Regions from separate parts of the Mus musculus genome. Here all the other regions are linked to region 6. The links are chromatin contacts, called in public capture Hi-C and promoter capture Hi-C maps. All regions are on one chromosome and are shown on one strand. The core of a region is the stretch at or near the end of the contact, and the rest is flanking DNA. Distances in the headings are between cores, read along the strand shown. Region 1 holds the start of Stac3 (SH3 and cysteine rich domain 3). Region 2 holds the start of Inhbc (inhibin beta-C). Region 3 holds the start of Pip4k2c (phosphatidylinositol-5-phosphate 4-kinase, type II, gamma). Region 4 holds the start of Dctn2 (dynactin 2). Region 5 holds the start of Shmt2 (serine hydroxymethyltransferase 2 (mitochondrial)). Region 6 holds the start of Rbms2 (RNA binding motif, single stranded interacting protein 2). Region 7 holds the start of Arhgap9 (Rho GTPase activating protein 9).

The links. Promoter capture Hi-C pulls out the DNA fragments that hold promoters and counts their contacts. Capture Hi-C pulls out chosen DNA fragments and counts their contacts.
Region 1: a capture Hi-C map of macrophages shows a contact between it and region 6, with 2.7 times the contacts expected there. The contact joins the promoter of Stac3 here to the promoter of Rbms2 in region 6. A contact is called at or near these places in 7 of 39 promoter capture datasets (the C10 cell line, cranial neural crest, hippocampal neurons and 2 more), 2 of 484 Hi-C or Micro-C datasets (the N1E-115 cell line and embryonic stem cells), 1 of 115 datasets of contacts at active chromatin or transcription factors (astrocytes) and 2 of 9 other capture datasets (adipose tissue and macrophages).
Region 2: a promoter capture Hi-C map of liver shows a contact between it and region 6, with 5 times the contacts expected there. The contact joins the promoter of Inhbc here to the promoter of Rbms2 in region 6. A contact is called at or near these places in 6 of 39 promoter capture datasets (frontonasal cranial neural crest, hippocampal neurons, liver and 2 more) and 1 of 9 other capture datasets (pancreatic islet).
Region 3: a contact with region 6 is called in a promoter capture Hi-C map of liver, with 4 times the contacts expected there. The contact joins the promoter of Pip4k2c here to the promoter of Rbms2 in region 6. A contact is called at or near these places in 3 of 39 promoter capture datasets (the C10 cell line, liver and pre-B cells) and 1 of 115 datasets of contacts at active chromatin or transcription factors (embryonic stem cells).
Region 4: a promoter capture Hi-C map of liver shows a contact between it and region 6, with 5 times the contacts expected there. The contact joins the promoter of Dctn2 here to the promoter of Rbms2 in region 6. A contact is called at or near these places in 4 of 39 promoter capture datasets (frontonasal cranial neural crest, hippocampal neurons, liver and 1 more) and 1 of 115 datasets of contacts at active chromatin or transcription factors (bone marrow-derived macrophages).
Region 5: a contact with region 6 is called in a promoter capture Hi-C map of hippocampal neurons, with 2.9 times the contacts expected there. The contact joins the promoter of Shmt2 here to the promoter of Rbms2 in region 6. A contact is called at or near these places in 12 of 39 promoter capture datasets (the 3T3-L1 cell line, the C10 cell line, the HPC-7 cell line and 7 more), 2 of 484 Hi-C or Micro-C datasets (both in embryonic stem cells), 2 of 115 datasets of contacts at active chromatin or transcription factors (astrocytes and large pre-B cells) and 1 of 9 other capture datasets (adipose tissue).
Region 7: a contact with region 6 is called in a promoter capture Hi-C map of pre-B cells, with 4 times the contacts expected there. The contact joins the promoter of Arhgap9 here to the promoter of Rbms2 in region 6. A contact is called at or near these places in 9 of 39 promoter capture datasets (the C10 cell line, cranial neural crest, frontonasal cranial neural crest and 5 more), 1 of 484 Hi-C or Micro-C datasets (the N1E-115 cell line), 4 of 115 datasets of contacts at active chromatin or transcription factors (acute myeloid leukemia, astrocytes, embryonic stem cells and 1 more) and 1 of 9 other capture datasets (macrophages).

Annotation. Positions count from the first base shown.
Region 1 is chr10:127,500,419-127,503,118 of GRCm38.p6, reverse strand. Stac3 (SH3 and cysteine rich domain 3) reads right to left here and starts at 1,433. Exons shown (of 12, transcript NM_001359751.1): 1 at 1,383-1,433; 2 at 270-437; 3 at 1-29. The coding sequence starts at 335.
Region 2 is chr10:127,369,004-127,371,836 of GRCm38.p6, reverse strand. Inhbc (inhibin beta-C) reads left to right here and starts at 1,289. Exons shown (of 2, transcript NM_010565.4): 1 at 1,289-1,756. The coding sequence starts at 1,441.
Region 3 is chr10:127,210,216-127,212,915 of GRCm38.p6, reverse strand. It overlaps Pip4k2c (phosphatidylinositol-5-phosphate 4-kinase, type II, gamma), which reads left to right and starts at 1,294. Exons shown (of 10, transcript NM_054097.3): 1 at 1,294-1,578. The coding sequence starts at 1,405.
Region 4 is chr10:127,264,871-127,267,780 of GRCm38.p6, reverse strand. It overlaps Dctn2 (dynactin 2), which reads right to left and starts at 1,519. Exons shown (of 14, transcript NM_027151.2): 1 at 1,247-1,519; 2 at 299-367. The coding sequence starts at 1,282. Gm40800 (a long non-coding RNA gene) reads right to left here. Exons shown (of 2, transcript XR_872171.2): 2 at 2,037-2,414. It also overlaps a transcript of Kif5a not described here.
Region 5 is chr10:127,521,024-127,523,723 of GRCm38.p6, reverse strand. It overlaps Shmt2 (serine hydroxymethyltransferase 2 (mitochondrial)), which reads left to right and starts at 1,280. Exons shown (of 12, transcript NM_028230.4): 1 at 1,280-1,436; 2 at 2,609-2,700. The coding sequence starts at 1,404.
Region 6 is chr10:128,175,163-128,177,862 of GRCm38.p6, reverse strand. It overlaps Rbms2 (RNA binding motif, single stranded interacting protein 2), which reads left to right and starts at 1,295. Exons shown (of 13, transcript NM_019711.2): 1 at 1,295-1,513. The coding sequence starts at 1,448.
Region 7 is chr10:127,320,443-127,323,221 of GRCm38.p6, reverse strand. It overlaps Arhgap9 (Rho GTPase activating protein 9), which reads right to left and starts at 1,258. Exons shown (of 16, transcript NM_001285785.2): 1 at 791-1,258; 2 at 332-528. The coding sequence starts at 1,106.

The DNA.
Region 1 (2,700 bases), core at 184-2,683, 670 kb after region 6:
TTCTTGAATAACTGCTTCAGTCGCTGTAGCTGAGGGAGGGGTGAAGGAAACCCATCATTAAATGACAGTCATGGTCTCATTTTCCAATCATGGGAAAGCAACGTCCCTGGTATTAGGGGGCTGGGTGTTGCAGGTGTTGGCTATCCCAATAATAAATGAGACGCACACAAGCGGTTTCAATCCGAGTAGTTTTCTTCAGAGGCTGTGTGATGGCTTCCCAGCCCTTTGGACCCCGCTCCCCCCAAAAGCGGACATAGGTCCAGACTCACCCCACTTTGCGGAGTCTCTCCTGGAAAGGGGGGCTGAGGGGACTCCACCACTTCCTTTTCTGTCATCTTACAAGAGATTGGGCCCCGCTATGAGTTCTAATCTCTGTCTGCTGTTCTTCTATTCCAGCAGTCCTGCTGCACACAGTAGGGTGGCCCTCGAAGGGGAGCCTTTGGGAGAAACTTGGTTAGACAGCTTTGGCAGAGCTTATGAAGAGATTCTATGGAGGTCCCCCGAGAAATGTCCAACAGAGGAAAGACTCCCCAGTCAGTTGCTTACACGGATACTTTCCACATCAAGGAGCAAGCCCAGAGTCTACAAATCCAACATGCTACTCAAGGCTTGTCTTCTAGGTTCTTCTACAGCAGTTCTCAACCTTCCTAATGCTGTGGCCCTAACGCTGTGGTACCTTGTGTGGTGGTGACCCATAAAATTATCTCACTGCTCCTTCACAACTATACTTTTGCTACCGTTATGAATTGAAATATAAATATCTGACATGCAGGACGTCTGCTATGCGACCCACAGGTTGAGAACAGCTGTCCTACAGGTAGTTCTGATCGATGATACACATCTTCTAGTGGCTTCAGGAGGTTTAACATGGTTAACACGGTTAACCCGTCTGCGTGTCTGAAGGTGTGTCCAGAGATCTGTCCTCCCCTACCTCTCTCCTGAGCCTTGGGGGCCTTGTGCCTAGTTCTTCCCTGGCCTGCCTCAGGCCTCAGCTATTTTAGGTTTTCAGAGTAATGTGAGCCTTCCCTTCCCTTACCCCTCCATTCCCTGGACCCCACCACACCCTACCCCCTTCTCCAATCCTCACTCATCCTGAACTAGGACAATTTCACTTCAAAACCCCAAACTACTCACAGGTGAGGAGAGAGACGAAGAAGCCCAACAGACTCAGGTTAGAAGAAATGAAAGGATAATGAAGAGACGACTTACTTTCCAGACTCCCTAAGTCAGTTCACTGTGGAAAGGGGTCTCTGAGACCTTGATGGTGCTGCTGGGGAGGGCTAGCCCTCTTCCTTCAGGGAGGTAAGCCCCCTTTCTGGTACCTTCTGGACCCACACCAGCTACCCAGACAGTATTAGTAGGTAGGCCTTGGAGCCTCTCACCGTGGTGGCAGAGCTGAAGTGACAGGGCTGGAGGACAGTGGACAGCTGAGAGCACAGCTGACAGGGAGAAATTGGAACCAGGAGGTCTGGGGCAGGGCTCGACCCTGACTCCTCCCATCCCCCCCCCCCCCCGCCCCCCAGAACAGCTCTTCTCCGAGTGTTTACACAGAGCAGGTCAGTTCTGGCTTATCAGGAATAGGCATATTCTACCCAATACAGTAGCACCCCACTCCAAGTACCAGGGATTGAAAACAGGGTTTTGCCATGCTAACTATGTGGCTAGACTGCCAAGCTATACCCACAGCAGGAAAGGCACTCCTGTTCAAGACGCAGTCACGTGAAGGACTTTAGATCTGATAATGGAACCCCCCATACTCTCCCCTTAAGGTTCAAATAACCGTTCCAATCTTACCCTCCCTGGGCTCATTTCAATCACGTTCTTGGATTTTATTTCCTGCCTCCCCCACCCCGATAGGTATCTTTGTGTGGGCCTGGCTCTCCCAGAACTTGCTCTGTAAACCAGGCTGGCCTTGAACTCAAGGGATCATTCTGCCTAGCTCCTGAGTGCTGAGATTAAAAGTATGTGCCACCATGCCTAGCTAACACCAAAACTTCAGGCTAGGAAAGGGATGGGAGCTGAGAAGAGGATGTGACTCAGAATTCTGTCAGCCACGAAAGACTTTCTCACTGGCAGCTGATCGAATGCAGTGCTTTCTCAAGTGCACGGGTGCATTTTTCTCCCCTTTCGCCTAAAATCCTGTCCCTAAGATGAAGAGAATGTATGTTACTGAAAAAGATGGTGGCAAAACCCAAAAGCTATGGGGCTGGAGAGATGGCAGAGCTTCTCTTCCAGGGGACCTGGGTTCAGTTCCCAGCACCCACGTGGCAGCTTACAGAGCTCTGCGACTCTAGTTCCAGAGGACCTACACCCGCAGACACGCTGTATATTTAAACGCATGTAGGCAAATCACCTATACACATAAAACAAAAATAAACCTTTTTAACAAGAGTCAGGTCGGTCCCTGTATAGTTAACCCTGGGAAGGTTACAGCTGCCTGTGTCCTTCTCTCGTCTGTCTGTCTGGATGTGTGTGAGTGCAGGTGTGTGTGTACGTCAGAGGCCATCCCATGGGATCCAGGGATTGGGCTCAGGCTACTGGGCTTACACACTAGCCAATCTCGCCAGCCCACAGCTGCCTTCTGTAATGAGGTTTATTTCTAAGTATACTTTCGTTTATCGTTTAAGCTATACTAAGTGTGTATACTTACTGGGGCATGCCCTCTAACATGTGGTCAAAGGACAACGTACCAGAGTCAGT
Region 2 (2,833 bases), core at 40-2,539, 810 kb after region 6:
TCTCCCTTTCCTGCAATCCTGTGTCTTCTAGCTCAGCCCAGAGGCTCTCCTAGTCTCCAGCAGCTCTCCAGCTGAGTTATTAACATGTAACCACCCACGGTGACTCTTTGTATCCATGTCAGCTCTTGGCCTCTGTATTCAATAAGGCTCTGCAAAGAGGACTGTTGATCACCAACAGCCTTGCAGGCTATCTGGGGAAACTAGAATCATTTGGTAAATTGCAACCAAAGAAACTGACATGCTTGCAAACCTATTGTTTTCTCAACAGTTCTCACACGCCCACCTATGTTTCTGACGGGACACACTAAGAACATCTGGTTTGGACATTTCTTTTTCTCTCCCCTTTCCTTAACTTTCAGATGGTAACTGTGACTTAGTGGGCAGAATCCAACCTGAACTAACAAAGAAGGTTGGGCTGAAAGCCCTAAGGAGGAAAATCCGAGCAGTTGGGAAGCAGAGGTGGCCTGGTCTATAGAGTTAATTCCAGGGATACATAGGGAAACCCTGTCTCAAAAAAAAGAAAAGAAAAGAAAAGAAAAGAAAAGGAAAGAAAAAGAAAAAGAGAAGTGGAGGAGGAGGGGAAGGAGGAGTGGGGAGGAGAAGCGAGGAAGAGGAAACTTTAAAGTGCCTCTTTTTTTTTTTTTTTTTTTTTTAAGAGTCACCATTTAAGCAGGTGTGGTGACATATACTTTTATTCTCAGCACTTACAAGACAGACACAGGTAGATCTCTGTGAGTTCAAGACTAGGAGGGTCTACATAGCCAGTTCCAGGCCAGTCAGGGCTACACCATGAGATCCAGTCTCAAAAACAAACAAGCAAGCAACAACAAAGAAGTCAGCCTCTTAACTGGACACGGTAGTCCATGCCTGTGAGACCAGATTTGAGAAGCAGATGCAGAAGTTCAAAACCAACCTCCACTATATAGCAAGATCAAAGTAAACCCAAGCTGAGTGCAAATCTGACTCAACCACACACCATGCACACACAAAAAGTCACAATTTTTTTTTTCTTTTTGAGACTGTTAAGTCCTGACTTCTGGTGATTATCCAGCCTTAGCCCCTGAAGTAACCGCTGCTCACAACACTTTTCCCCCAGGCTTCACAGCAAGGCTCTAACCTTTGTCCCCTGGTCTGGCAGCTCATTTGGCTAACAATCTCCCAACAGAAGCAAGAGGCAGACATTTCTTTCTTCAAACAATCCACACAACCCCCTCTGTACTTTCACTGGCTACAGGAGAATACTGCCAAGTTCCACCTGAACTGGCTTCATTTTTCACGCCAGATGTTTGGCCGCTGTATCTCTGACAAAAAGGAGTCATGCCAGTCGGAGGTCAGTCACATTCCTCCCAGGGTCCCTGGTGCCCAGGACAGAGTTGAAGCCACTCCCGTTGAGACCCTGAATATAGGCTTTGGGTCCTTTAAGGAGGCTATCCTCCAGCAATGGCCTCCTCCTTGCTCCTGGCTCTTCTGTTCCTGACTCCAACCACAGTAGTGAACCCCAAAACTGAGGGTCCATGCCCAGCATGTTGGGGTGCCATCTTTGACCTGGAGAGCCAGCGGGAGCTGCTTCTCGATTTGGCCAAGAAAAGTATCCTGGACAAGCTGCACCTCAGCCAGCGCCCCATACTCAGTCGGCCAGTGTCCAGAGGGGCTCTCAAGACCGCGCTGCAGCGCCTCCGCGGGCCTCGACGGGAAACCCTGTTGGAGCATGACCAGAGACAAGAAGAATATGAGATCATCAGCTTTGCTGACACAGGTAGGTCCATGGTCCGTAGCTCTGGCCCCAAACCTGACCCTAGGAAGGAGAAAGTCTCCTCCCTAGTTAGCTTCTGACTTCATCCTCGCCAAAAACATCCTGCTTGCACACTCTGCGCCTGCGCACCCGGGGGCTCCTACGCCTCAGGTTCTCTAAGTTAGGTCAGGTTCACTTGGTGGGAGCTGGGAGCTGTTGGTTTCACTTCTTTAGAAATCTCTCTCTCTCTCTCTCTCTCCTTCCCTCCTCTTTCTCGCCCCCCCCCCCCCCAATCTATAACCCTCCCTGTGTGAGCCTGCCCAGTCCCCAGGCCAAGGGTCGATTACTGGGCAGTTTGTGATTTCTCTGACTCCAGGATCTATCAATCACCTCCTCTTCCTCGAGAATACCCCATGTCTGTAAAGAGAGAAAAAGTAAGACACCAAGATTATAACATCTCTCCGCACCTCAGGTCCTCACATCAGACAATGTCAAATAAAAACTCAGAAAGAGGTGTGAAAGATAAGGGTAAAGAAATTCAGGCCTACAGCTGGGAGGTGGTGGCGCACACCTTTAATGCCAGAACTCAACTGGGGAGGCAGAGGTAGGTGGGGGTCTCTGAGTTCAAGGCTAGCCTGATCTATAGAGCAAGTTCCAGGACAGCCAAGGCCACACACAGAAATTCTGTCTAGAAAACAAACAAACAACGGATAAAAGATAAAGAAAGAATTACTTCCATAGCGGAGAGAGCTGGAGAGAAGATGAGAACTTAGAAGACTTAAAAGCTATTGCAAGCTCACTCGCTCTCTGGTCTGGAAGACGGTGCCACGCGCCACACCATGCTCCTAGCCGCTTTCCCCTGACTGATTGGCACCTACTTTCTTCCCCCTCACGACCCAGCACAAATTATGCAGCCATCGAGCCTGGGCTCCCATTCTTTCAGAGCCACTTATTAGCTGAGTGACCTGGGTAGTTAATAGCCAGTTTTCTCACTCGTAAATGAGGATAATGAGAGGATAGCTTAGAGACTTAAATGGGTTAATATATAATATAAAGTCTTTAGAATGGCAAGAACTAGGAAGGAGCAGGAAATAGAGAGGG
Region 3 (2,700 bases), core at 45-2,544, 960 kb after region 6:
CTGCTTCCCTCTGCCTCCTAGAGTGCTGGACTAAAGGCATGCACCACCACTGCCCGGCATGTCCTTATCTCTTAATACTGCAGCCTTCTCCTTGGCTAGTCTGCGTCTTTAGACTTTTAATTCCTCTAGGGTAGAATTTTTCCTTTGCTTCAACCAGAGGAGAATCAGCCCCAAAATGGTAGTGGCTTCCAATTATGTTCTCAGTAAATACCTGTTGACTAGATGAATTAATGAACGAATTAAAAAAAAAAATCAACTTGGGGCCATGACCTAAAATTTCATATTTCCAGAAGATGAAGACATGACTTAGCCGGGCAGTGGTGGCACATGCCTTTAATCCCAGCACTTGACAGGCAAAGGCAGGCAGATTTCTGAGTTCGAGGCCAGCCTGGTCTACAAAGTGAGTTCCAGGACAGCCAGGGCTATACAGAGAAACCCTGTCTCAAAACAAAACAAACAAACAAACAAACAAACACCCAAAAAACAAAGAGAGAGAGAGAGAGAGAGAGAGAGAGAGAGAGAAGAAGAAGAAGAAGAAGAAGGAGGAGGAGGAGGAGGAGGAGGAGGAGGAGGAGGAGGAGGAGGAGGAGGAGGAAGGGAGGGAGGGAGGGCTCAGTGGTTAAGAGCGCCGACTGCTCTTCCAAAGGTCCTGAGTTCAAATCCCAGCAACCGCATGGTGGCTCACAACCATCTGTAACGAAATCTGATGCCCTCTTCTGGAGTGTCTGAAGACAGCTACAGTGTACTTACATATAGTAAATAAATAAATAAATCTTTAAAAAAAAAAAAAAAAGAGCATTAGCTCTTCCAGAGGACCATACTTGACACCCAGCTCCCACAACTTCAGTTCGGAGGATCCGACGCCCTCCTCTGGCCTCCGGGGCACTGAACTTACATCGTGCCAGCCAAACACCTATATACATAGAACAATTAAATGTATATATTTAAATTTGTCATGTCTGCAACCCCAACTTCATGGAGTCTGCAACCCCAACTTCATGGAGGACCAATCCTCACTTCCGTAATACCCAAACTTTATACCGAGAATGAGGCAGGGGATAGCAAGTTTGAAGCCAGCCTGGACTAAGCAAGGAGACCGGTCTCAAACAGAACGTTCGCCTACGGACAGAGCTCATCCACTAGAAACTGGACAGAACCGGAAGCGACAGAAGCGCCGCCCTGCACAGCGCCAACCCCGCATCCTTGTGAGTGCAACCCGAGCCAGGTGACCGCCCGGCAGCCGAGGGGGTGGAGCCATCCCCGCCGGCCCCGCCCCGCCCCGCTCGCGCGCCTGAGGGCGGGCCTCCGGTCACATGACGGCTGCGCAGGTGAGCACCGCTTCCGGGTCGGGCTTCGGAGTCGCGGCTAGCTCCCGCTTCCACTCGCTCGGGTGCGCGGGAGACTATGGCGTCCTCCTCCGTCCCTCCCGCCACCGCACCCGCGGCAGCTGGAGGCCCCGGCCCGGGATTCGGCTTCGCCTCCAAAACCAAGAAGAAGCATTTCGTACAGCAGAAAGTGAAGGTGTTCCGGGCCGCGGACCCGCTGGTGGGCGTGTTCCTGTGGGGCGTCGCTCACTCGGTAAGAACCGGCGGGACCCCGGCTCCTGCCCCTTGGCCCGAGGATCATCCGGGTCCTCGCGCTGCCGCCTCTCCCCCGCCCGGCCTGGTTCCCAGCGCACCATTCCCCGGTGTCCCCCGGGGTGGCTTCTGGTGGAGACTCTTGTCTGTCCCCTTCCCCTTTACTCCTCCCCTAGAGTTCCATCTTCACCTGATATCCAGCTCTGTTCCTTGACTCCTTCCTGTCAGGTCCAGCCCCAGGCTACAGGGACTGGCCAGGATCCGGCTGCAGCCAGAGGGACATTAAGGGGAGTGGCTCTGAAGGGTTATTGGTGAGGTCTGGGTGCGACAGTGCGTGAAGCGTGTCTGGGTACTACTGCCTGGCCAGAGAAGTAGTTTGATTTCCTCTCCACCTTGCTTTTGAGCCCCAGCCCTTGACTTTCGAACCTTGGCTTTTTCTGGGAATGCCTCTAGGCTTTTTGGACCTTCTAACCCTGCATGCCCTTTCCAGAGATTCAGCGTTTCAGAGAAGTTACCCCACTCTACCCTAGGGATGCCCTCTCTGAGGTCGAAATGCTAATATATGTCTTTGGGCTTAGCTGTGTCCCCATTGTTGGCTGGAGTGATGGTGTTTGCTATAAATGGAGTCACCTGTAACCAGGGAAAGGTTGAGGAGCCGTGGTGGCAAGGACGTTATTGGTGGACTTTAGGTGCCAGAAGGGGCTCGGAACAGTGCAACTGAGACCGATGGGCCCAGTGCACCTCCTGTCCTGAGGATATCGTGGAGGAACCAAGGCTAGTGAGGCATGGCTGGTTTTCTCCTTACTTAGGTCGGGAGTAGGAAGCATGCAGTTATCTTGAGCTTGACAGGGACTATTTTGATTACCACTTCTTTGGGTTGTAGACATGATGTGTTGTGGAGGTGTGAGGGGGCGAGGAAGAGGCCACATTGTTATGTTCTGATTGGAACATCGCTGGCGGTCAGTTAGCTCCCTTCTGCCTTGGCTGCTCTCAGGGGTATTATCTTTAGCGAGGATTCCATTTAAGGCATTTGCTGTGGGTAAGACTAGTGGAGATAAGGCTGCCCTAGTACCTTCCAGGTGACTTACCCATCCCCGTGGAACATGTACATACAGGGGAGGGT
Region 4 (2,910 bases), core at 270-2,769, 910 kb after region 6:
ACTAATCACTAGTCCAGAATGTAACTGCTTTGAGATATCTCAATTGTATTTAATAAGACTTGGGTTTTACAGGTCTTGTTAGTTGTAATCTCACTGGCTCGACTCTCCTTTCTGGCATTGTTCATTGGTGGCTGCCAGCTGCTGGGCAAGGCCTTTGAAAGCCCTGAGACCTCCACACCACCCAGGCTGGGGTTGGCATACCCACTTATTGTTGTGGCTTGCCAGAGAAGGAAAAGGACCTGCATCTGGGGAGAAAGGTCAGAGTCCAGAGGGATCCTGAGGTAGCACACAGTCTTACCGCATCAAACTCTGCTTGATCATCCTCAGGTAGGTCGCTGGTTTCATAAACGTCTGGCTCATTCCTGGCCTGCAGGGAGAAGCGGTGACCACCCAGACTCATTACCCAGCATTCATCCCTTATCCCATTTCCTTTGAACAAGGCATTGCAAAACCTGACTGTCATTCAAGGATTCCGCCCTCCACCTCCCCTGTCAACTCTATGTCCGTTTCATCCAGTGGGATGACCACAGGTACAAACTGGGATCTGGGATAAAACGTCCATAGTGAAAGAAAGATGCTACCCTGAACATGGCTGAGAGGCCAGTCCTTGGTAATTATCTTGTCCTAATCTGGTGAGGGTTTCTTGAGTTAGGCCCTGCACATCACTGTACAAGGGTTGAGAGTGACTCAGGACCTTAGTTCTCAAGGTCCGGTGTGCCAACCCCCCGCCCCCAACCCTGAGAATGCAGAGAGGACAGCATCAACGGAGGGTACATGCCGGCTTGTGCATGAGGAGCAAGCACACAGGTGCTCGCAATGCACAGAGCTCCCCACTGGCACAAGGTTTCTGCAACAGTAACCTCTTCCCTGGCAAGATGAAGGCCACCAAGTGGCCTGGTGAGTTCGGCTGGAGTCAGGGTGCGGGGGCGGGCAATCGGGAAATTTGGGGCGACAAGGGCACTGTTGACATGGACGGTACAGACATTCGGGCTCAAGTGGTAAGCGCCCGGAGGCGATTTCTGGGCGGAGAAACCGGCTACTGCCAGAAAAAGGGCCCGACGCGGTCCAACGGCCCGGCCCAGTCGGGTCTGGAGTCCAGAAGGTGCTGCGGCCGTCGAAGGGCGAGCGGCGGGGACCCTTGGGGCTAGGGGGCTGCCAGCGGGAGGGGTCGCGGGCTGGCTTCTGTTGGGGGTCCTCGGGAGGTCGGGGGCGCGGTCTGGGGAGCCGGGCCCGGCCCTGTACTCACAATGCCGGGGAGATCGGCGTATTTAGGGTCCGCCATGGCGGCGGCGAGGCGGGGCTGGGGGACCGAGGCCTCGGAGGAGCCGGGGCTGGTGACCGAGTGGGGGAGAGGCTGGGTCCGGGTCCCCAGCAAAGGCGACGATAAGGGGAGCGGCGGAGGAGCAGGAAGTCTCGCGACAGGAGCAGGCCGGCAGGAGGCGGGGGACAGCAAAAGTCGCGAGGACAGCCGGCTACCACACCCCTGGACAGGCTGGGATTGGTGAGAGCGACAGGGAATGAGGTAATGGCGAGGAGACGCCGCCTAGCATTGTGGGATATGTAGTCCCGGTCTTCTGGGGCTTGGGCTGGAAGCGACAATAACAACGTTAGGGAGCTATTGCATACAGTTATCTCCTTTCGTTCTTAATAGTCTATGAAAGGAGTTTCATAATTCCTGCTTTAGAAAACCTAGAGATTGGTTACATGAAACCACACAGCTCGCCACGTTGTAAACAATAGCAAGATTTAGTAAACATTTAAAGAATAGAAAAATGAGGCCGTCTTTTCAGGTTAGGGCTTCTGGACAAAATAGAGGGACCCTAGTTAAATTTTAATTTCAGGAGCTGGAAAGATGTCCCAGGGGTTAAGAGCACAGTCCTCTTGTAGAGGACCTGGGTTCTATCCCCAGCATCCAGATAGTGGCTCACAGCCATTTATAATTCCAGTACCAGGTGCCCTCTTCTGGCCTCTGAGGGCACCAGACACACACGTGGTACACTGACATACATGCAGACAAAACACCCATACACATAAAATAAATAAATAATAACAATTTTTTATTGAAGTTAATTTCAGGTCAACAACTAACAATTGTTAGTATAAGCATGCTTCTTATATTTCTGATATGCATATAATAATCTGAAACCCAAGTTCGTCTGAGGGTGCTATTTCTTCTTCTTTTTTTCTTCAAAAGTCTGGACATCTTAAATGAAAAAGCGCTGGCTCACAGTCTGACTGAACTCTCCATGACGGTCATCAATTTCATTAATAGTTCCCCAGAAATTAGGAGGAAGGAATTTGACACAGGTCTCAAACTGTAGTTCAGGGTGGCTTGGAACTCACTTTTCAGTGCTGGGGATTGAACTCAGGACCTTACATATAGTAGCTTTGTGTCCAGTCAGCAACCAATCTTTCTGGAGGAGAGATACAGTATGGTTAATCCTCTTACTTTGCCACATCAATGCATGACAATAGAAACCCCAATTATTTAATTTAATTTGTTTCTTTGTGTGTGTGGTGTGTGTGCGCGCACACAGGAACGTGGAGATCAGAGGACAGCTGTTATGCATCTGCTTTCTCTCCCCACCATGGGGGTCCTGCAGATCAAACTCAGTCGTGTGGCAAGCCCCTTCACCTGCTGAGCCATCTCACTGACCCATTTTTAAAACAGAAGGAAAGGCTGGGTGTGGTGGCACATGCCTGGTCTAGTGAGTCCCAGAATCTCTATGTAGCTCCAGCTGTCTCAAAACAAGAACAGAAGAGGAGAAGGAGGAAGGGGGTTGGGGCTGGGATGGGAGGTGAGAGACAAATAGAAAACCTACTACGTGCTACTAGAGAAATAAAAAGGTACACTCAGGACAAAAGGAAGTCCTCAAGCCAGACACAGTGCTGTCCACATATATTCCTAGC
Region 5 (2,700 bases), core at 31-2,530, 650 kb after region 6:
TCCATCCCTCCCCCCTCCCTTCCCCCCTTCCCCCCCTCCCTCCCTCCCTCCCTCCCTCCCTCCCTCCCTCCCTCCCTCTTATCTGGGTATAAGAGAACAAAGTGAAGTGTTTCGTGTTGTCTGGGTCACTATTAGTGAGCCCCTTGTGTCTCCAGGGCTAAGGCATGGCTAAATGTCTACTGAATGAGTAAAGGTATAAAATGGCTATCAGAGGCCAATGGTTCTCAAAACCACTGCTTCCTGGAATCCCCAAGAGGTTTGGTTGTGTGTCTCTGAGCAGAGGCCTTAAGAAGATGTCCTCAAGCGGTGGTGGCGCACGCCTTTAATCCCAGCACTCAGGAGGCAGAGGCCAGCAGATTTCTGAGTCCGAGGCCAGCCTAGTCTACAGAGTGAGTTCCAGGATAGCCAGGGCTACACAGAGAAACCCTGTCTCAAAAAACAAAAACAAAAAACAAAAACAAAAACAAAAAAACAAAACACAAAACAAAACAACCCCCCCCCCAAAAAAAACAAAAACAAAAAAAGAAGTGGGCGACTGCTGGGGAGTAAGGGAGATGTAAATAAGAAACGAATGCAAACCGTGTGAGAAGAGGAGGGATGGCTACTCTGCTCTCACCTGACAGCTGGATAGACACAGAGGAGGCAGGCTGTGAGTCAGGGGAAGAGGACAACCCACCGGAGCCAGCGTCCGAATGCGAAGTTTCATTTAATCCCTTCTACAAGCTCTTTGTGTTGGAGTGGGCAAAGTGTGACAGGCTCATCTGAGGTCCACTGTCCTCTAACTTCACATGTAGCTGAGGCTACTAGCCTTGACCTTTCAATCTCTCTGTCTCCACTTCCCTAGTACTGGAATGACAATGTCATGGTTTAACATTGGAAGAAACGGAGGACTTTGTGTTGTAATCCTAAAGCAAGGATTTGAGTCTTTTACCCTTTCAAACTATATCTGCTTTCACTGTGTGTATTTATCTTCTAAATATGTTTTAAATCTCCCTGAGAACCATATGCTAGATATGCTTGGTAGGCATAAACCACACGAAAATAAACAAACAAACAAACAAACCAAAAAGCGCTTGCCTGGAAAACCGGAAGGAAAAACAAAACAGAAACTCTGAAGAGCTTCAAGAAAGGACATGGAGGAGCTTTAAGTCTAAGAACTTTTCAGGCAAAGCTCTCCATACCGGGACTTGTATAGATGGGAAAGAGCAAAGTAAAAAACTACAATTCCCAGAAGGCAATTTTTTAAAAAAACCCAGTACTGCGCATGCGCAGGGAACGCCTCTTTCACTCGAACTTCACGGGGGCAATTTTCTCGCGCACGCGTTCTAAGAGCAGCTGGTTTTCGACCCCGGTACTACACCGATACAGAGTTAGTGGCTAGTCCTCCTGTGCCTCCTGTAGCGATGGTATCCTTCTCTTTGCTTCGGACCACTCGGGTAAGAACAGGGTTCTGTTTACTGGATGATCAGTGGAAAGGCCCACCCAAAGTGGGGTTCTCCTGGCTCCTTGCTGCACGTGTTCTGGGGCCTCGGGGAACAGATGCTTAACCAGGAAATCCCTGAGACAGCACATGTGCGGTGGCTGGGCCCCTAGTTCTGGCGATCAGACGACCTAGGTAGGGTCTTGTAGTCACCCAGTTGACACGACTCTTAAGGTAAAGGTCCGCAGACGCTGTGTTAACAATATCCTAGCAAACAAGTGGGGTTCCCGGCTTCGATGCGCTAGTTGAATTTTTCCCGCCAGCTCTGAGCTATGGAGATGATGCAACCGAGCCTCAGTACTTTCATCACGCAAGGGTCCTGCTGCTGTGTGGGCAGGAAGGAGGTAGCGAGGTGCTGTGTGTGTGTGTCTGTGAGTGTGAGATAAAATTAAGATTTTGGGCAAACACCTTCAGCCTACCCCAACTCCCGCCAGTACACAACTCTTTCCAAGAACTGCTTAAAAGTCTATCCTCCTACTTTTTAAAGGTTGCTCTGGAAACCACCCTTTAAAAGCCTCTGGTGTTAAGCCCTGTTAGCTTGGTATCTTCTCTCATGGAGGTATTCATGTCCGGAGGCCCTGCAGGAAGTCCACCTCTTATGTTTATGAATATTTTAACTGCACTGTGTGTGCACTGCGTGCATGCCTGGGTACCCACAGAGGTCAGAGGAGGGCATCAGATCTCTTGGAACTGGAGTTACAGATGGTTGTTAGCTGTTTTGTGGGTGCTGGAAGATGAACCGCTGTCCCCCACAAGAGCAGCCAGGACCTTAGGATGGTCATTTTGTTCCTGTGTGTGGGGAGACTCTGGAATCGCAGTGTCTCTCACCTGAATTGGAGGGACATGGGCTTCTGGGGCACAAGCTTTGCTCTGTGACTTTGCAGAGTCACTCAGGGTGATTAGGGATGCGTTGTGTTAGAGTTGACCAAAACTGCCCTTTGGATAATGATCTGAACCTTTGACTCTAGAACTTGCTATTCAAGATGAAAGTGGGGGTAGAGAGCACTGACTGCTGGCCGGACCAGGCTGCGTACTTAGCCAGAGGGCTCGATCTGTACCCATGACTGAGGGCAGCTGGGAGAAGAGATCTGGACAATTTTTAATTAACCCTGGCCTTTCTGCCCTGAGCCTCTGCAGAGATGTGGTCAGCTGGTCTGCATGGCTGCCCGGGCCCAGCACAGCAAGGTGGCCCAGACGCAGGCTGGGGAAGCAGCTGGAGG
Region 6 (2,700 bases), core at 46-2,545:
GTTAAAAAAATTAGCTTGGCAGTGGGGGTGCACACCTTTGATCCCAGCATTTGGGAGGCAGGGGTAGGCAGATATCCAGGCCAGCCTGGTCTACAGAGTGAGTTCCAGAACATTCAGGGCTACACAGAGAAACCCTGTCTCAAAAAATAAAAAATAAAACATTGTGTGTGTATGTGTGTCTCTGTGTGTGTTTTGTGTACTTATGTATGTGTATATACGTATGCATGTGTATATGATGGGGGGGGGGAGTGGGAGAGGGAGAGAGAGCACACATGTGTGAGCATGCTGGTATCCATGGAAGCTAGTGGCCATAGAGGTGACTGTGAGTCACCTCATGTGGATGCTGGGAATCAGCTGTGCTCTCCTGGAGTAGCAGCCATGCTCTTAACCCCTGAGCCAGCTCTCCAGACTCCAAAATCTTTCTTACTGCATCAAGATCACCCTAATATAAGCTGGGCCTGGGCGTGGTGGTGCACACCTTTAATCCCAGTACTCGGGAGGCAGAGGCAGGTGGATTTCTGAGTTCGAGGCCAGCCTGGTCTACAAAGTGAGTTCCAGGACTGCCAGGGCTACACAGAGAAACCCTGTCTCAAAAACCAAAAAAAAAAAAAAAAAAAATCACCCTAATATAAACTAGTCTGAGCTCTGAGCTCTCACACACGGTATTGCCATATAGTCTTCTTTCCATGCTCTGGGAGGCAGTCAAGATGGTCCTTTTACACTAAGCTTGATGTCTTTAAATATATATATATATATATATATATACTATTTCATTTATTTCTTTTTGTATGTGCATATGTGGGCATGCCACATTGGGTGCTGGGGTCGGGGGAGAAAAATTTTTGGTAGCTGGTTCTCTCCTTCTACCATGTAGATCTGGGAACTGAGCATAGGCCTGGCAACTTACTAAGACATTTTTCAGGCCAAGTTTGAAATCTTGTAGCTGAGATCTCAGGGAAAGAAAGCTTCAAATCAAAACAAAACAACAACAAAAACCATTGTCTTTTATTAATAATAGGTTAATTGTCTTTTCATAATAATCAGAACTTGTTCATGGAGAAACAGGGTTACATTTGAAAAGGATTAGACCTAAGAATTCTTCTTTCTAGCTTGAACTAAGCCTATGAAAACCAAAACCAAAACAGAACATCCCGGGCATTAGGACCCAGTGGAAGTGGCTCGTTCTGACTTTGGGTTAACTTCTCTCAGTGACGTAAGGAGCAGACCTAGCTCATTCTTCCCCGCAGGCCCCCCCCCCACTCCCTCTCTCTCTCTTGCGTGCTCCTTTTCTCCTCTTTCTCCTCCCCCTCCCTTCTCCCTTCCCTCCCTCTTTCCCTCCCTTCCTCTCTCCCTCTCCTTTCCCCCTCCCCTCCTCCCTCCCTCTTTCTCCCTCCCTTTCCTTCACTCTCTTCTTTCTCTCTCTCAGCTCCGTAACAGTAAAGAAAAAATGCTGCTATCAGTGACTTCCAGGCCTGGGATTTCGACTTTTGGCTATAACAAGAACAACAAGAAGGTAGGAAAAAAGTGCTTTTGGGGAATCAGCTACTTCCTTTCCTAGGGATCCAGGAGCGCCCTTGGTTTTAGAATTCTCCTTTAAGAGGGGAACGAGATTCCTCTGTCCCCCTTCAGCGCCTCTCCTTCCACCGCGTCTTTCCTGCCTTTTTGCACCTGGTTCTGGAGTTAAAGGAATTTAGAGCAGAAGTTTGTGAGGCTGGAGGAGGCAGCGGAATAAAAACAACCAACTTTGCAAGTTTGTATCTTCTGAAACGAAGTTAGTCTGCCTGTCTGCTGCTGCGCCCATGGTCCCGGGGATAGTCTGACAACTCAGACCTTGTCCCTAGGCTCACACCCGGCAAGATTATTTTATCATTTTGGTTAATTGCATCCACCCTTACCCCCACCTCACTTCGCTTTTTACTCAACCCACCAGATAGCAGAAAAATTACAGGTAGTTTGAGAGGTCTCAAGGCTCATCAAGAATTAAGTGTGTGCTTCTAGACGAGAGACCCTACCCCACCCCACCCATCCTGGCAGAGGAATTTGGGGAGATAACATGCTTTGGGATTAAGGCAGAAAGCTCTGTGATTCTTTGGGTCATGCCTTTTGAGAGGATACTTGGAACCCTGCAGATAGCCAGGCTTAGCAAGGATCCCTGGAGTCTTTATGATTAACCCCTGGCTGCCTGAGGAGTTAAGGTATGTTTGAGTGAATGAACAGCCTGGAGAGAGATAGACAGGCTTGCCCACATTTGCCAGAGAGTATCCTTGGCAGTTTCTTGGCATTTTGTGGTATGCAATGCTGGAGGAGGAGCTTTGAGCCATAGCAGGAAGACTTTTTGGTCTCTTTTGAGCATTACAGCTGTTCTTTAAGAAAACACGTGGTGCAGAGATCTATGCTTGTTTGATGGAATGTTGGAGGTGGGGAGAGATTCATATCCTCGTGGACCTGAAAAGACCATTTCAGAGACTCGAATACTAGTATCTCATCAGGGCAGTACTCTGGTGGGTAGTTTATGTGGTTTTCATTCTGTTTATGTGCTTAAGAAAGAAAGCTCTACAGCCAGGTGATGGTGCAAGCCTTTAAATCTAGTACCCAGGAAGCAGAGGCAGTCCAATCTCTAAGTTCAACACCGGCCTGGACTACAAGCAAGTTCCAGGACAGCCAGAGCTACAGAGAGAAACCCTGTGTCAAAAAACAAAC
Region 7 (2,779 bases), core at 9-2,508, 850 kb after region 6:
GCTGTACTGGATACCCTGTTCCTCCAGGGCCTCTGTAACTCGACTGTCCTTTCTCATCCCCTACGTTGCTTATGGCCACTCTTCCTGCTCCTGCGAGATCTTCTCAGAGCACCTCAGCCTCTTCTCCTCATTGTGTCCATCTGTCCCCCTCTCCCCTCCTCTCTGATCTTTAAGGGAGGGGTGTTGTCTGTGTCCCCCTCTCCTACCTTCAGTACTTAAGGGAGGGAGGCTGTGTCCAGTTCACCACTTCACATAGATCCCGCCCCACCCTGCTGTAGTGCAGGCGGCCGACCAAGCTCTGAGTTATGCTCCAGGAAGCTCTGTAACTCACCACAGCAACTTCTGTCATCCACCAGTGAGACCTTTCTCCTGGCCCTTCCTTGAAGGATTTCAGGGAGCAGGCCTTCACATTGCCCGTGCTGACACTTTTGCACATCTTGTGGGGATGGTGAAGAGGCTGCCCAGAAGCAACCTGGGGTTCCTGAGGCAGATAGAGCTCCTCCAGGGAGCCATGATACAGCTTTGTCCCTGGAAAGAGAGATGTGAAGGAGTGGCAGGTGAGGACAGATATGACCTTGGGAATTGTCTAGGAATGCAGGGCAAGGCTGCCGGGAAGTGACACGGGCCCTAGAGCTAAGAGTGTAAAGGGGACGCCACAGTGGCTTGGGTGAGAACTAGGCTTATCAAAGGAGTCCGCAGAAGGTAAGACAGAGTAGTGCTCTCAGCGCTCAAGCGGGAAGAGTCAGAGAGTCGGAAAGGTGAAGAGGGGGGAGGCTCAAAGCTTACTTACCAGGAGTCCAGAGGGAGCTGTTGTAGGTAGTGTCTGCTGGGTTGTGGCAGCAGATTGATTCCTCTGTCATGTATGCAGCTGGAACAAAGATGGGCCGAGAGCTGGGGGGTGCGCCCAGACGCCTCGCCAGCCACCAGTCTGAGTTGGTCTTTCGAAGCAGTAGGAACCTGTCACCTTCAGCCAGAGACACCTGCCGGCCATCTGCCCCAGTGTAAGTGAACGGATAGAGGGCGCAGAGCTGGGGTCCCTGAGAAGGGCTTTGTAGACTCAGCCCTAGATTTCCCCAGATACTTGGCCACCACCGGCCTGAGAACATGGTGGCTGGCACTGTCACCTATAGGAAAAGGGGGTGCTGAAGTTCCAGAAGGAAATAGGAGCTGGTGCCTCCGTACAGAAGGGCATGGTTTGAAGAGTGTGTGTGAGCGTGTGTGTTTTTGTGTGTGTGTGTGTGTGTGTGTGTGTGTGTGTGTGTGTGTGTGTGTGTGTGCAGGACCCTTAGGGCGAGAGGAAGAGGGGAGAGAGATCAGCACAGGTTTGGGGGGGGTCCAACTTCTGTGTGATGTGTCTGTTGAGGAAGTGTATAAATAAGGTGAGAGAGGATGTGGTCAGCAGCCTACCCAGCAAGCAAGGCAGGGAATCTGAGAAGACAACCTAGCTTGGTGATCTTTAGATACCTTGTCGAGGTTACCTGATGTTCCAGGGTCAGAAAGACCTGATCCTGGATGTTGAAGGGAGCCCTGAGCTGCACATAAGGAGGAAGAGGAGGAGGAGGAGGAGGAGCCAGGCTAAGAGCAGAACACAGACAAAAGTACAGGTGACAATGATGAAGGGAAGGTTATGCCATGACCCGTTTTTAAGCTCACACAGGCCTCAGTGTTCCTGTGACCACCCAAACTGCCTCAGACTCGAAGCTTTGTGTTTCCTGTGCAGACAGACAACCAGAAAAACTAAAAAAACAAGCGAGCAGGAAAGGAAAAAAGAAGAGTGCATATCTCCTTCAGCCCCGTCTAGGACACATTAGGGCGCATGATCTATGCATCAACCTTCTGGAGGGGTCCCCGGGTTTATTATGGGGCTCCGTCCATTTGCAATTCTTGTTGTATGTGTGAGTGTTTGGTCTGTGTGTATGTCTCAGCACCATCCAAATGTCTGCTGCCCAAGGAGGCCAGAAGACGGTGTTGGATCCCTGGGATCAACAGTTACAGGCGGTTGTGAACCCTCATGTGGGTACTGGGAATTGAACCAGGGTTCTCTGGAAGAGCAGCCAGAGCTCTTAACTGCCAAGCCATCTCTCCAGCCTTTTTTATTTCTATGCTTAACAAGAACTGGTTGAGGACTGTCTCCTGTGTGGAAGGAGCCGTCAAGAACTAGAAATGACAAAGGGATGAGCTCCTTAGCAGCTTAGGGGGCCAGACCTTAACTGACCTTAACACAGGAAATTTACTAACTGCAGCTGAATTGGAGACCGTGCACACACGGTACAGAAGTCGATGTAGTGGCTCACGCCTTCAACCCAGCACTCAGGAGGCAGGGGCAGGTGCATCTCTATGAGTTTGAGGCCAGCATTATCTACATAGTGAGTTCTAGGGCTGGAGAGATGGCTTGGTGGTTAAGGGCACTGACTGCTCTTCCAAAGACCCTGAGTTCAATCCCCAGTAACCACATGGAGGCTCACGACCATCTGTGATGGGATCCGACACCCTCTTCTGGTGTGTCTGAAGACAGCTACAGTGTACTCATAATAAATAAGTAAATAATTCTTTTTTTTAAAAAAGATTTATTTATTTATTATATGTAAGTACACTGTATCTGTCTTCAGACACTCCAGAAGAGGGCGTTAGATCTCATTACCGGTGGGTCACCATGTGGTTGTGGGATTTGAACTCAGGACCTATGGAAGAGCAGTCAGTGCTCTTATCTGCTGAGCCATCTCGCCAGCCCATAAATAATTCTTTTTTAAAAACAAACAAACAAACAAACAAACAAACA